Linked DNA regions of Mus musculus: all the other regions are linked to region 1. The links are chromatin contacts, called in public promoter capture Hi-C maps. All regions are on one chromosome and are shown on one strand. Each heading gives the region's core, a stretch centred on a gene start, on an enhancer-like site or on the middle of the called end of the contact. The rest is flanking DNA. Distances are from core to core; before and after follow the strand shown. Region 1 holds the start of Zfp964 (zinc finger protein 964). Region 2 holds the start of B3gnt3 (UDP-GlcNAc:betaGal beta-1,3-N-acetylglucosaminyltransferase 3). Region 3 holds the start of Cyp4f18 (cytochrome P450, family 4, subfamily f, polypeptide 18).

Region 1 (3,780 bases), core at 36-2,535:
CCCATAATGAGACTTGGAGTTACCCATGGTTTACTATGTAACTTAAATCATGATAAGGAAAAGAGGAAGCCTCAAATCCCGAGTTATTCCTTAGATAAGGCTTTGTACCCTAAGCCAGGGAGATGGGAAATTTGAGAAAATAGCAGAACTGGCCTGTGAGAAACAAAGAACAGAAATTTCTCCCCCAGGGGGACTTAAAAAAAAAAATCTTGTGCCAAAATTCACAGCCGTTTTTGCCTTTTCTCTAAGGTTCCGTGTCTCTCTGAAGAACTGAATATTTAAAACGCCTTCATTTTTCTCCAGTCGCTTGGAATTTGTTATTATCTTATTTCCAGCTGTGAAGTTGAGCACAGAGGACCAGATACTGGACTGAATTATAAGTTAAGAGTTGTAAAATCACAGTACAGATAGCGTCTTAATAACTCTACCAGAAAGAGCTGATGAGGAGCCAGTGTGTTCTGGCCTCTAACAATGACCAGACTTTGTGCAACTTTAACTAGCCCAGATTTTTACAATGTAGACCAGGCTGGCCTAGAACTCACAGAGATCTGTCTTTCGCTGCCAGCAGAATGAGTGCTGGGATTAAGGGGACTTGTACCAACCACCAAGCCCCACTTGACAGACCACTATCAAAAATTTTGGCTTCCGGGCTGGTGAGATGGCTCAGTGGGTAAGAGCACCCGACTGCTCTTCCAGAGTTCAAATCCCAGCAACCACATGGTGGCTCACAACCATCCATGACGGGATCTGACTCCCTCTTCTGGTGTGTCTGAAGACAGCTACAGTGTACTTACATAAAATAATAAATAAATCTTTAAAAAAAATAAAATAAAATAAAAGGAGCCAGGCAGTGGTGGCGCTCACGCCTTAAAAAAAAAAAAATTTTTTTTTGGCTTCCCTGAATAAAAATCCAGGTCCACGGAATACATCATACCCAAGGTCCTATAACAATTCTAGGTCTGAAGCAAGAAATCACTACACTGGACGTTGAGTTGGTAAATGCACTGTGGACACCAACGACCCAAGACCAATAGGAACTAAGCTTTTGAGATCACCGAAGACTAAAGTACCCAGCAAGAAGCAGGCAGGTCTGGCTTTTATGCAAATCTCTCCCGAGCTGAGCGAAGTCGGGCCCTAGCCAATCAGGGCCTCCAGACAAGCCATCCAATCAGGAGCGCCAGGGAGCGGTGGGAGGCGGGCTCCATCGCAATCCCGCTGTGCATTCCGCTGGGAAGCGGAGAAGGCGCAGCGGGTTCGGCCCCCTTCGCTGTGGCCACTGCGGCCCGTAGCTAAGGGGAGCGCGGCCGAGCTCGAAGCCGCGCCATGGTGAGCGCAGGGCCGAAGTCCCCAGAAGGGGAAGAGCGGCCGGCTGAGCCGCGGGAGCCGGGGTGGTGGGTCCTCCTTGGGACTGGGGGAGGGGTGGGTCCAGCGTCTGGGAAAGTTCGGCTTGGTGCGAAGATTAGAGTTTAAAAGGCGAAGCCGCGAGCTCCCCCCGGACGGATTGCGGCTGGCCAGAGGGAGCCAGGCTGGCCCGGAGAGACGAGGGCAGCACGCTGCAGAGCCCAGAGCACCCGCGTGGGCGGGGTCGCTCGGTGCTGAGCTGGTCTGCCCACAGCTCCTTCGACGGCGCAGGTTTCTCCTAGTGCGGGTTGTGACAGCTTAACGTCGCACTCACTTGTAACCCTGCGTGCGGGCTTCACAGTAAACCCGCAGCTGTTGGAGGAGAGGGGACAGCCTGGGCTGCCCCAGGACAAGGGAGAGAAACGTGGAGCGGGACTAGCGAGTAGACGAAGTGGAGGACCCCTGCCGTGCGCTGCAGCTCTCTCCTTCCCCCTCCCTCTCTCCTACTTAAATCAGCCTTATTTATTGGTGTGTGTCCCCGGTGTGTGTGTAGAGTGAGGAAGGTGTAAGGTCACAGGACAACTTTATGGAATGAGTGCTGTCCTTCCGCGATTAACGGATAGAACTCAGGTTGTCACAGAGCCTAGTATAGTTTATTTTTTCTTTTCTTAAAAAATATTTACTCCTTCCCACCCACAGTCTGGAAGTTAGATGCAACAGCTTTGCATAGCATGCTGGGTAAGTGCTCTATTACTCCTTAGGCCTATCTGCAGCTTTATCCTATCTTAATGATAATTGCTTTTAAGTCAGTTTTGAAGTTGTGAATCATGAATCTCTGCTTTGCTCTTTCCCAGGGCTGTACCCGTATTCTAACATCCTTGCAATTCCATGACTTTCCGCAGCAGTTTTCAGTCTGACCAGGTGTTCACTGGTGTTCCTTAGGTGGTGTGACCCTGAGTGTTTCAAGGCGCTTACCATCAAGTGAACAAGGTTTTCCTTTTAGAACTTAGATTCTTGCTGAGCTGGTTGGGAGTCACCTTTCATCCCAGTATTCTGGAGACAGAAGCAGGTGGATCTCTGTAAGTTCTAGGTCAGCCAGGTCTATGTCGTGAGTTCAGGCAAGTCAGGATTACATAGTGAGAACCTATCTCAAAAGGAAGAAAGAAAAAAACAAAATACTTAGGTTCTTGGTTCCTCCGAATCTCTCTGTGGGTGGCATCTTTTGCTGCCAAGCCCAGAGACCTGGGGTTAATCCTTATAAGCCACTTGGTAGAAGGAGAGAATCGAGAACCACAGAATTTCTTTGAACTCCTGTCCCTTCACCTCATACATGCATCATGGCAATGCATAGCCACACATGCACACAGAAAGGAATGGTTTAAAAAAAAAACTGATTTTTTTTAAAGCAAGCTTTGCAGTTTTAAAACTACAACTTTCTTTTTTTGTAGTATTTTTTATTTTATTTTTTTATTTACATTTCAAATACTATCCCCTTTCCTAGTTTCCCCTCTGAAAATCCCCTATCTGCTCCCCTCTCCCCCTGCTCCCCAATGCACTCCCATTCCTGGCCTAGGCATTCCCCTATACTGGGGTGTAGAGCCTTCAAAGGACCAAGGGTCTCTCCTCCCATTGATGAAAGACTAGGCCATCCTCTGCTATATATATAGCTAGAGCCACAAGTTCCACCATGTGTTTTCTTTGATTGGTGGTATAGTTCCAAGGAGCTCTGGGGGTACTGGTTAGTTCATATTGATATTTCTCCTATGGGGCTTCAGACCCCTTCAGCTCCCTGGGTACTTTCTCTGGCTCCTTCATTGGAGACCTTGTCCTCCGTCCAATGGGTGACTGTAAGCATCCACTTCTGTATTTGCTAGGCACTGGCAGAGCCTCACAGGAGACAGCTGTATCAGACTCCTGTCAGCAGGCTCTTGTTGGCATCTGCCTAGTGTCTAGGTTTGGTGGTTGTTTATGGGATGGATCCCCAAGTGAGGCAGTCTCTGGATGGTCTTTCCTTGCCTCTCAGCTCCAAACTTTGTCTCTGTAACTCCTTCTATGGGTATTTGTTCCTTCTAAGAAGGAACAAAGTATCCACACTTTGGTCTTCCTTCTTCTTAAGTTTCATGTGTTTTGCAAATTTGGCCTATCTTGGGTATTCTAAGTTTCTGGGCTAATATCCACTTATCAGTGAGTGCATATCATGTGAGTTCTTTTGTGATAGGGTTACCTCACTCAGAATGATATCCTCCAGATCCTGAGTTCCAGGACAGCCAGGGCTACACAGAGAAACCCTGTCTCGAAAAAACAAAAACAAACAAAAAAAGAATTTCATAAATTCTTGTTTATAATAAACAAGAATTCATAAATTGTTTTTAATAGCTGAGTAGCACTCCATTGGGAAAATGTACCACATTTTCTATATCCATTCCTCTGTTGAGGGAC
Region 2 (3,408 bases), core at 549-3,048, 2.0 Mb after region 1:
ACTGAGTCTTAATGATGGGCTTGGTTATTTCTTTATGAATATTCATGAGCCCTGGCTCCCCCTGCCCTGGGTGGAAACGGTCTTGTGCCCTTGGCCCTGACTTGGCAGCGGCCTTCAGAAGGCTACTGAGGTAGAGGAATGACACGTGCTCAAAGAGGCATCAGGGTGGATACTGACACGCTCAGACGTTCTGGATCATTCTCCCAGAGTGAGGGATGCGGAGGATGCTGGGTGCTTCAGGGACAGTTCCTTCTGTGCGTCCCAGCTGGACGTGGGGTCCCCAGGTTGGTGTTTGTCCCTGTGACCCTGAGCCCGGGGTCACCCAGCGCTTAGCTGGGTAGGACGAGCTGATCAACTGACCCCATGGCAGCTCCGTTCAGGTTTGTACTAGCTCCTTAACCCTGGGCAATTTTCTTTTTACGAGGAACTTGGAATTTTACCGACAAAAAGAGAGTTCCTATAAAGATAAAGCTTCGGAGGCCCAGGTCTTGATGGCCCTGCTTTCACACCCCAGCTTTCCGGAGGTAACGCCCTGCCTTCACACAGCTTCTCCGAGGCTACACAGCGTCCCCCAGCCCCCCACCCCCAACCGGGAAAGAAAGCCCAGCCCGGCCCACTTCCCAGACAAGGAAACGGAGGCTGGGAAGGTGCTGGCCATTTCCTTGCCCTTCCAATTAGCAGAGCAGCCTCATAGGCCTGGCGTCTGGGGTCACCCTAGATCCCTACCCTCTAAGCGGGTCCCATTCTCTCGTCCCTCTTCCGGTGACGTTTACACCAGGATTACAATAACCTCTTTAATTTTTACAATCAAGATAAAATGTCACAGACACAAGATCCCTGTAATCAAGAGTAAAGTAAACACGCCGGCCCCAGCCCCACCCTTGCTGGGCTGTTAGCGCCTCCTGAGGGGACCCGAGGCAGGGGATCAGCTTAGCACAGGGACTTGGACCAGGCACCCACTTCTGCCTCCAGCGCCCCTCCACGCAGGACAGGGAACAAAAGTCCGCGGGGTTCCAGACCTCGGAGGGGGCAGCAGAGTAGTCTCCTGGGGCCCCTACAGGATCTTCGCAATCTCAGCTATTGAGGGGAAACGCCACGCCCAGGGGAAGGGATCCGGCCTGGGCTGGCTGCGCAAACACTGACCAGATGGGCACCAACTAATGTCCCCTAAGCGGCCGCACCTTCTCCTCCTGACTCCACAGAGTGTGACAGGCCAGGATGAGAAAGTGAAAGTGGGGACCCGAGACCAAGCACTCAGGAGGAAGGTAGACTGTTCAAAGACAGTCTCAGAAAAAAAAGGAGAAAAAAGAAAAGAATGGGAAATTTACCCCAAAGCGTCAGAACCTCGGTTAGCAATACAGACTATCAATTTAACTATGCTGCCACCACCACGCCTCGCAGTTTACTTCACCACAGCCTAACTCCCATACAGGGAAAGTTTCACAAACTCGAACAGGGGAAACCGAGTCAGAGCCGAGGCCACCCGGCTGTGCAGACACTGGGGAAAACGCGGGCTTCTGATCCTGGAAAGTAGCGGGGCTACTTCGCGGCGTCTAAGAGACCCGGAGCCCAGGAGTATGGCCGGGGCTGCGGAGCATCTTCAGCACGGTGCAGCTAGAAAGCGCCACAGATTTCAACTTCGCACCACCCCACCCGAGACCCTGGCACTCACTGCGATCGCGGGCTCCAGACAACCCCGGAGGCCACACTGTTTACCTGGGCGACCGCCTTGAGCTGGCTCTTGGCTACTCGCCTTCCTCCGCTTCTTCCCTGTTCTCCCTTTCCCGCTCCTCCCTCCAGTGAGTCGAGCTTCCTAGTAGCCAAGGAGAAAGTCTCCCTCCTTCCGCCCTCACCCCCCCCCCCCCCCCGTCTAGTTCCTTTCCCTTGCCCCTCCCCGTCCTGTTCTTCACTGTGGTCATGTTCTTCCCCACCTGTCTTTCTACCTGGACTTTGGCCCTTCCCCTCCCTCTAGGCGCCACCCTGCGTCCAGATTTACCCGAGAAGGTCCACGTCTCCACCCTCCTTCCCTCTTTCTTGGCCATGCCCATTCACTTTTATCCCTAACCCCCACCTCCTCCAGTGGACCTCTATTCCCAACCTGACCTCTTCCTCCTCCAGTCCTACCCCTCCCCTGGGAGTCTAACTCCCTCCAACCCCTCCTTCATTTAGAGCCCCATCTTCCTCTTCCACGCCACGAGAGGGAGCAGGAGCTCCCCTGTCCTGAGCAAGTCTGTCTGTCTGTCCCCTACTGCAGCGCCTCTCCCACAGCTCAGCCCAGGCTTCAACCTCCGCCCTCCTTCCTCATTTCAGCCCCTGCTGTAGCCTCTTGCCTCCCTCCCAGCCCCCCAGCTCAGCCAATGCTGCAGCTGCCCCCCCTCCTCCCTCTTCTCCTGAGGAAACATTCAGCCTGGAGGAGAGTGAGCTCAGAGACTTAGAAGATCCCAGGACCTTAAAACCTGTTGGTAGGCCCTCCAACTCCTAAATGCCAGGATCAGGTGTAAATCTCCTAGGAGCGTCCCCAACCACGCCCTTCCTCAGAAGTTACCTCAAAAACTTGGTGGTCTTAACTCTGAGTCCCAGGCCCTAGTAGCCTGCTGGAGGGAGAAGTAAGCTCCTAAACCGGAAACTGAGTCCTCCTGACACTGGCTCCCTGGACCAGTACACAGTGGGCAGAGCTCCAGGATTGTCCCTTGACGTGGTAATCCTTCCCTGAGTGCACCCAGAGGTCACAGCAGCCCTATTCACGGGCACTGGGATATTAGTGAACCATAAAAATGATTGAAGAGGCCCTGCTGTTGAGTGACAGCAGCTAGTACAAACGTCCCACCTGTGTCACACGGCAGAAAAATCCACAGACAAGGAGCAGGTCAGGGGCGGGAGGGATGATCTTGTGGGGGCAACCATGTTCTGGCAATGCAGCAGGTAAGGCTGCCGGGGGCCATGTTAACTGCCACTCACTCCAGCTCCCTGCCACAGAAAACACCTCTTCTGGCTCCTGCTCAGAATGCAGGTGACTCAGCCTGGACCTGCCTGACAAATGTTCACTCACTGCATAGTTGAGGTTTTGGAGTCACTTCGGTGAAAACGGCAATGGCATTATAAACAGGCAAGGACACCCCACCCAAGGCTCTGCCCCAGCTGCTGGGACTCACCCTCCTGAGATAAGCACCTATCTCCCTGGCTCTGGGAGGCCTGGTGAGGGAAGCCAGGCCAGAGAAAAAGGACTCCTGTGTTTTCAAAGCTGCCCTGCCTTCCTGTACCCCAAGGAGAGCAAATTAAAGCCACCAGGAGGTGCCATGTTCTCAGCACTTATCAGATGGGCCAGTGTCTTAGTTAGGGTTTTACTGCTGTGAACAGACATCATGATCAAGGCAAGTCTTATAAGGACAACATTTAATTGGGGCAGGC
Region 3 (3,390 bases), core at 218-2,717, 2.4 Mb after region 1:
TAAATAGACTTGTTCACATCTCCCAGGAGAGTTAACAAGACACCATGTGGTCTCTGGTTCTTCCTGTGAGGGAGGACAACCACATCTGCGGAACTTGGCCTTGGCAGACCCCAAGGCAGCAAAGGTGACCTCTAAGTCTCCATCAGGGTGACCACTCTCACTTGTCCTCTGCTGACATCAGGCTCTGGCAGAATCTCTATGGCCCTCTGTACACCTGGCACTGTGCCACTTAAAAGAAAGCAAATGTCTCCAAATCACACAGAGGGAAAACCAGATGGAAGTCTATGCTCAAAGTGTGCTGTGGAGGATGGGTTCTGAGAAGGCTTCCAAAAGAGGAAGTGAGAGGCTAGATCATATCTAGATTGAGCAACATAACTCACTGGTACATCTCAGTGGAGAAGCCAGACATAAGAGGAAGACGCTGAAGAATGGGGAGTTAGGAAATCAGCCCTCAGAGCTCCCCTGGACCGTCTATGCCCCTGGGTGTGTCTGGGTAAGGATTGTAGGTCATTTCTGTGACCAGTGGGAAGCCAGAGATGAGCTGAAAACAAATGGTATAGTGGAGATTGGCTCTGGTCTCCCCTCAGGAGACCTCAAGTCTAGCACAACAGAACCTGGGAACACCAAGGTCCTTACTCTGTTGGAGTAAGCCTTGCTGGAAGCCCTGCAGCATGCCCACATCTGCAGAGAAAACAGGCTGGAGAAGTACTCAGAGAAGACTCCGTGTGGGAAAGGCTCAGGACAGTGCATCTGTAAATGATTGCACTTTGAATTCTGCTGTTCTAGTCCAGCACACCTCTGTGCCCAGCTCCCTGGGCTCTATTCAAGGCTCTTCACAATTCCTTTTACCCTGAAACCCCAGACCCACCTTATTACCACACTCACCAGGCCTAGGTGTCCCAAGATCCAGTTTCGTTTGGGAGGCTGTGGGAAACAGCGGAGGCGAAGAGAGTTCTCAAAAACACCATAAATCGGTGTAAGGATGTAAGCCAGAAGGCAGGAGGCCCCAGCCAGCAACAGCAACAGCCATGGAGAGGCTGCTGTGTGGCCCAGGCCCATCCAGGACATGCTCAGCTGTGACATCCTGCAGGGCAAATGCACACAGGATGAAATCCTGGGGCATGGAAGAGGGACAGTGTGGTCTAGGGCAAAGGACAGGGATAGGGAATTAGAGAGTTGGGGATAATGCCTGGGGAGGAAGGGAGACCCAGGGCAATCTATGGGAGGAGGCAAGGAGGGGAGAAGAGGGGAAGAAAGGGGAAGAGAAGGAGATAGAGAGAGAGGAAATGAAAGAGGATGGAGGAAAGGGGTTGATTAGAGTCTAAACCATGGACTATTAGCCAGAAATCAACATCTGCTTCTGACTTCCTGTCCTGCCCCAGCCTAGGACCTCTCAGCCCCAATGGCCCTAGTCTGGTACCTTCTCTCAGGAGCACTGTGTTTCCCAGGTCTGTCTCTCCCCTTCTCTGACTCCTGACCAGGGGCACCTAGAGAAGTCTAGGCTAGACCAGCCAATCCCTTGCAGGCCCAGCTGCCTCTCCCTGCCTGGATAGGTGGCCATCATGTGGGGGCGGAGCCAATTTGAAGCAGAGCAAGACTGCACTGTCAGAGTCACAAAGAGTGAGTACCAGGTCCTCGGGACTTCACACCCCTTGTGTAAGGACTTTGGAGGAAGCGGTGGATGGTTTCATGAAGATAAAATACCAAAAAGAGGGTGTGAGAAAACAGGCTGGTCACCACTGTGGGACTCTGCTCTTGGTAAGAGTGTGAGGAAAGTGCTGTAGCTCCTCTCCCTAAATTATGCCTCCTGTGCCCTGGCTAGTCTACATAAACTGTCTGCTTTCTTCAGGTGCCCAGGATCCTCACACAGCCTGTAAGCAGTCTGGACCAGAATCCCGAGTGTCAACAGAAGAACAAACTGAAACTCAGAGAGGGCAAGCATCTAAGCCAAGTTGCACAGCCCAAAACAATCTTAGGTTTGTCAGACCCTAAAGCCCAAAGCTTTTTCCCTCTACAATGTTGTCTCACCCTACTGAGAACAGTTCCCTCTCAAGAGAGGGGCATTGACAGTGCTGGGATCTCAAGGCATGAGGTGGTTCCATACCAGAAGCACCCTGAAACATTGTTAATGGCCATCTGTTTTTCCTCCTATACCCAGTATACTCTTCCCAGCAGACTGCCTATTCACTTCCTGGCCTCCTGAGATTGCTCTGTAGGTATTGAAGAGCTGGCTCCAAATACAGCTGCTGAGAAAGAAGATGAGTAAGAGATAACTCCCTCTACATCCTCAGTGCCTCCTCCAGCCAGACAGCCAGGATGTCAGGTGGCTAGAGCCCTCAATAGAGTCACAGTGTCCTATGCCTGTCATCCAAACACTTGAGAGGCTGAGAAAAGAATGTAGTTCAAGGCCCACTTGGGCTACAGTGAAAGCCTCCACCATCATTCCAACTCTCTTCTGGCCTCCTTGAGTACCCACACTCACATGTACATATCCACACAAAGACACGAACATACATACACACAATTTAAAATAAAAATCATGGTGATTCATATCTTAGTCACTGTTCTATTGCTGTGAAGAGACACCATGGCCAAGACAATTCTTAGAAAAGAAATCATTTAATTGGGGCTGGCTTACAGTTTCAGAGGTTCAGTCCATTGTCATCATGGTGGAAACATGGCAGCACACATAGCAGTGGAGCAATAGCTGAGAGCTTTACATCCTGGCCCACAGATAGGCAAGCAGAGAGAGAATGGACCTAGCATGGGCTTTTGAAACCTCAAAGCCTCCGTGACAGACTTCCTCCAACAAGGACAAACTCCCTAATGATGACAATACTTTCAAACAGTTCCACTTCTGGGGGTCTGTGATGGCTATTTCTGGTTGTCAACTTGACTATATCTGGAACTACAATCCAGAAATGGAGGGTACATCTATGATCCAAATCTTGAGACATAGTGGCCATGAAAAGTGTAGGCCCAGGCAAAGTGGCACATGCCTTTAAACCCAGGAGACAGAGGCAAGCAGATCTCTGAGTTCAAGGCCATTCTGGGACAGAGCAAGTCCCAAGTAAAGAACAGCTTAGGTCCAGGCATCGTGGTACACACCTTTAATCTGAGACATACCTTCTTCAGGAGGCCTGCATAAGGACAATGGGAAAAAGTAAGGGTTCCTTTTTCTTTGCCTGCCTGCACTTACTTGCCAGCGCATCTGCTGGAACCTACTTCTTCAGGAGTCCAGCCTATACAGAAGACCGGCCTACACACATAGCCTTGTGGGACTGAGCAACTACTAGACTCTTGGACTTCCCATTCACAGTTGCCCATTGTTGGGGTTGTTGTATTATGCCAGGAAATGTTCGTGAACCCCCAAAAGACCACCAAGGAGCC

Evidence for each region. Promoter capture Hi-C pulls out the DNA fragments that hold promoters and counts their contacts.
Region 2: a promoter capture Hi-C map of liver shows a contact between it and region 1, with 6 times the contacts expected there. The contact joins the promoter of B3gnt3 here to the promoter of Zfp964 in region 1. A contact is called at or near these places in 2 of 39 promoter capture datasets (both in liver).
Region 3: a contact with region 1 is called in a promoter capture Hi-C map of liver, with 5 times the contacts expected there. The contact joins the promoter of Cyp4f18 here to the promoter of Zfp964 in region 1. A contact is called at or near these places in 3 of 39 promoter capture datasets (hippocampal neurons and liver).

What each region holds. Positions count from the first base shown.
Region 1 is chr8:69,653,271-69,657,050 of GRCm38.p6, forward strand. It overlaps Zfp964 (zinc finger protein 964), which reads left to right and starts at 1,286. Exons shown (of 4, transcript NM_001177527.1): 1 at 1,286-1,326. The coding sequence starts at 1,324.
Region 2 is chr8:71,700,002-71,703,409 of GRCm38.p6, forward strand. B3gnt3 (UDP-GlcNAc:betaGal beta-1,3-N-acetylglucosaminyltransferase 3) reads right to left here and starts at 1,799. Exons shown (of 3, transcript NM_028189.3): 1 at 1,717-1,799.
Region 3 is chr8:72,008,159-72,011,548 of GRCm38.p6, forward strand. Cyp4f18 (cytochrome P450, family 4, subfamily f, polypeptide 18) reads right to left here and starts at 1,468. Exons shown (of 13, transcript NM_024444.2): 1 at 1,421-1,468; 2 at 886-1,084. The coding sequence starts at 1,083. It overlaps Gm51535 (a long non-coding RNA gene), which reads left to right. Exons shown (of 3, transcript XR_003947403.1): 1 at 1-493; 2 at 1,526-1,620; 3 at 1,850-3,390.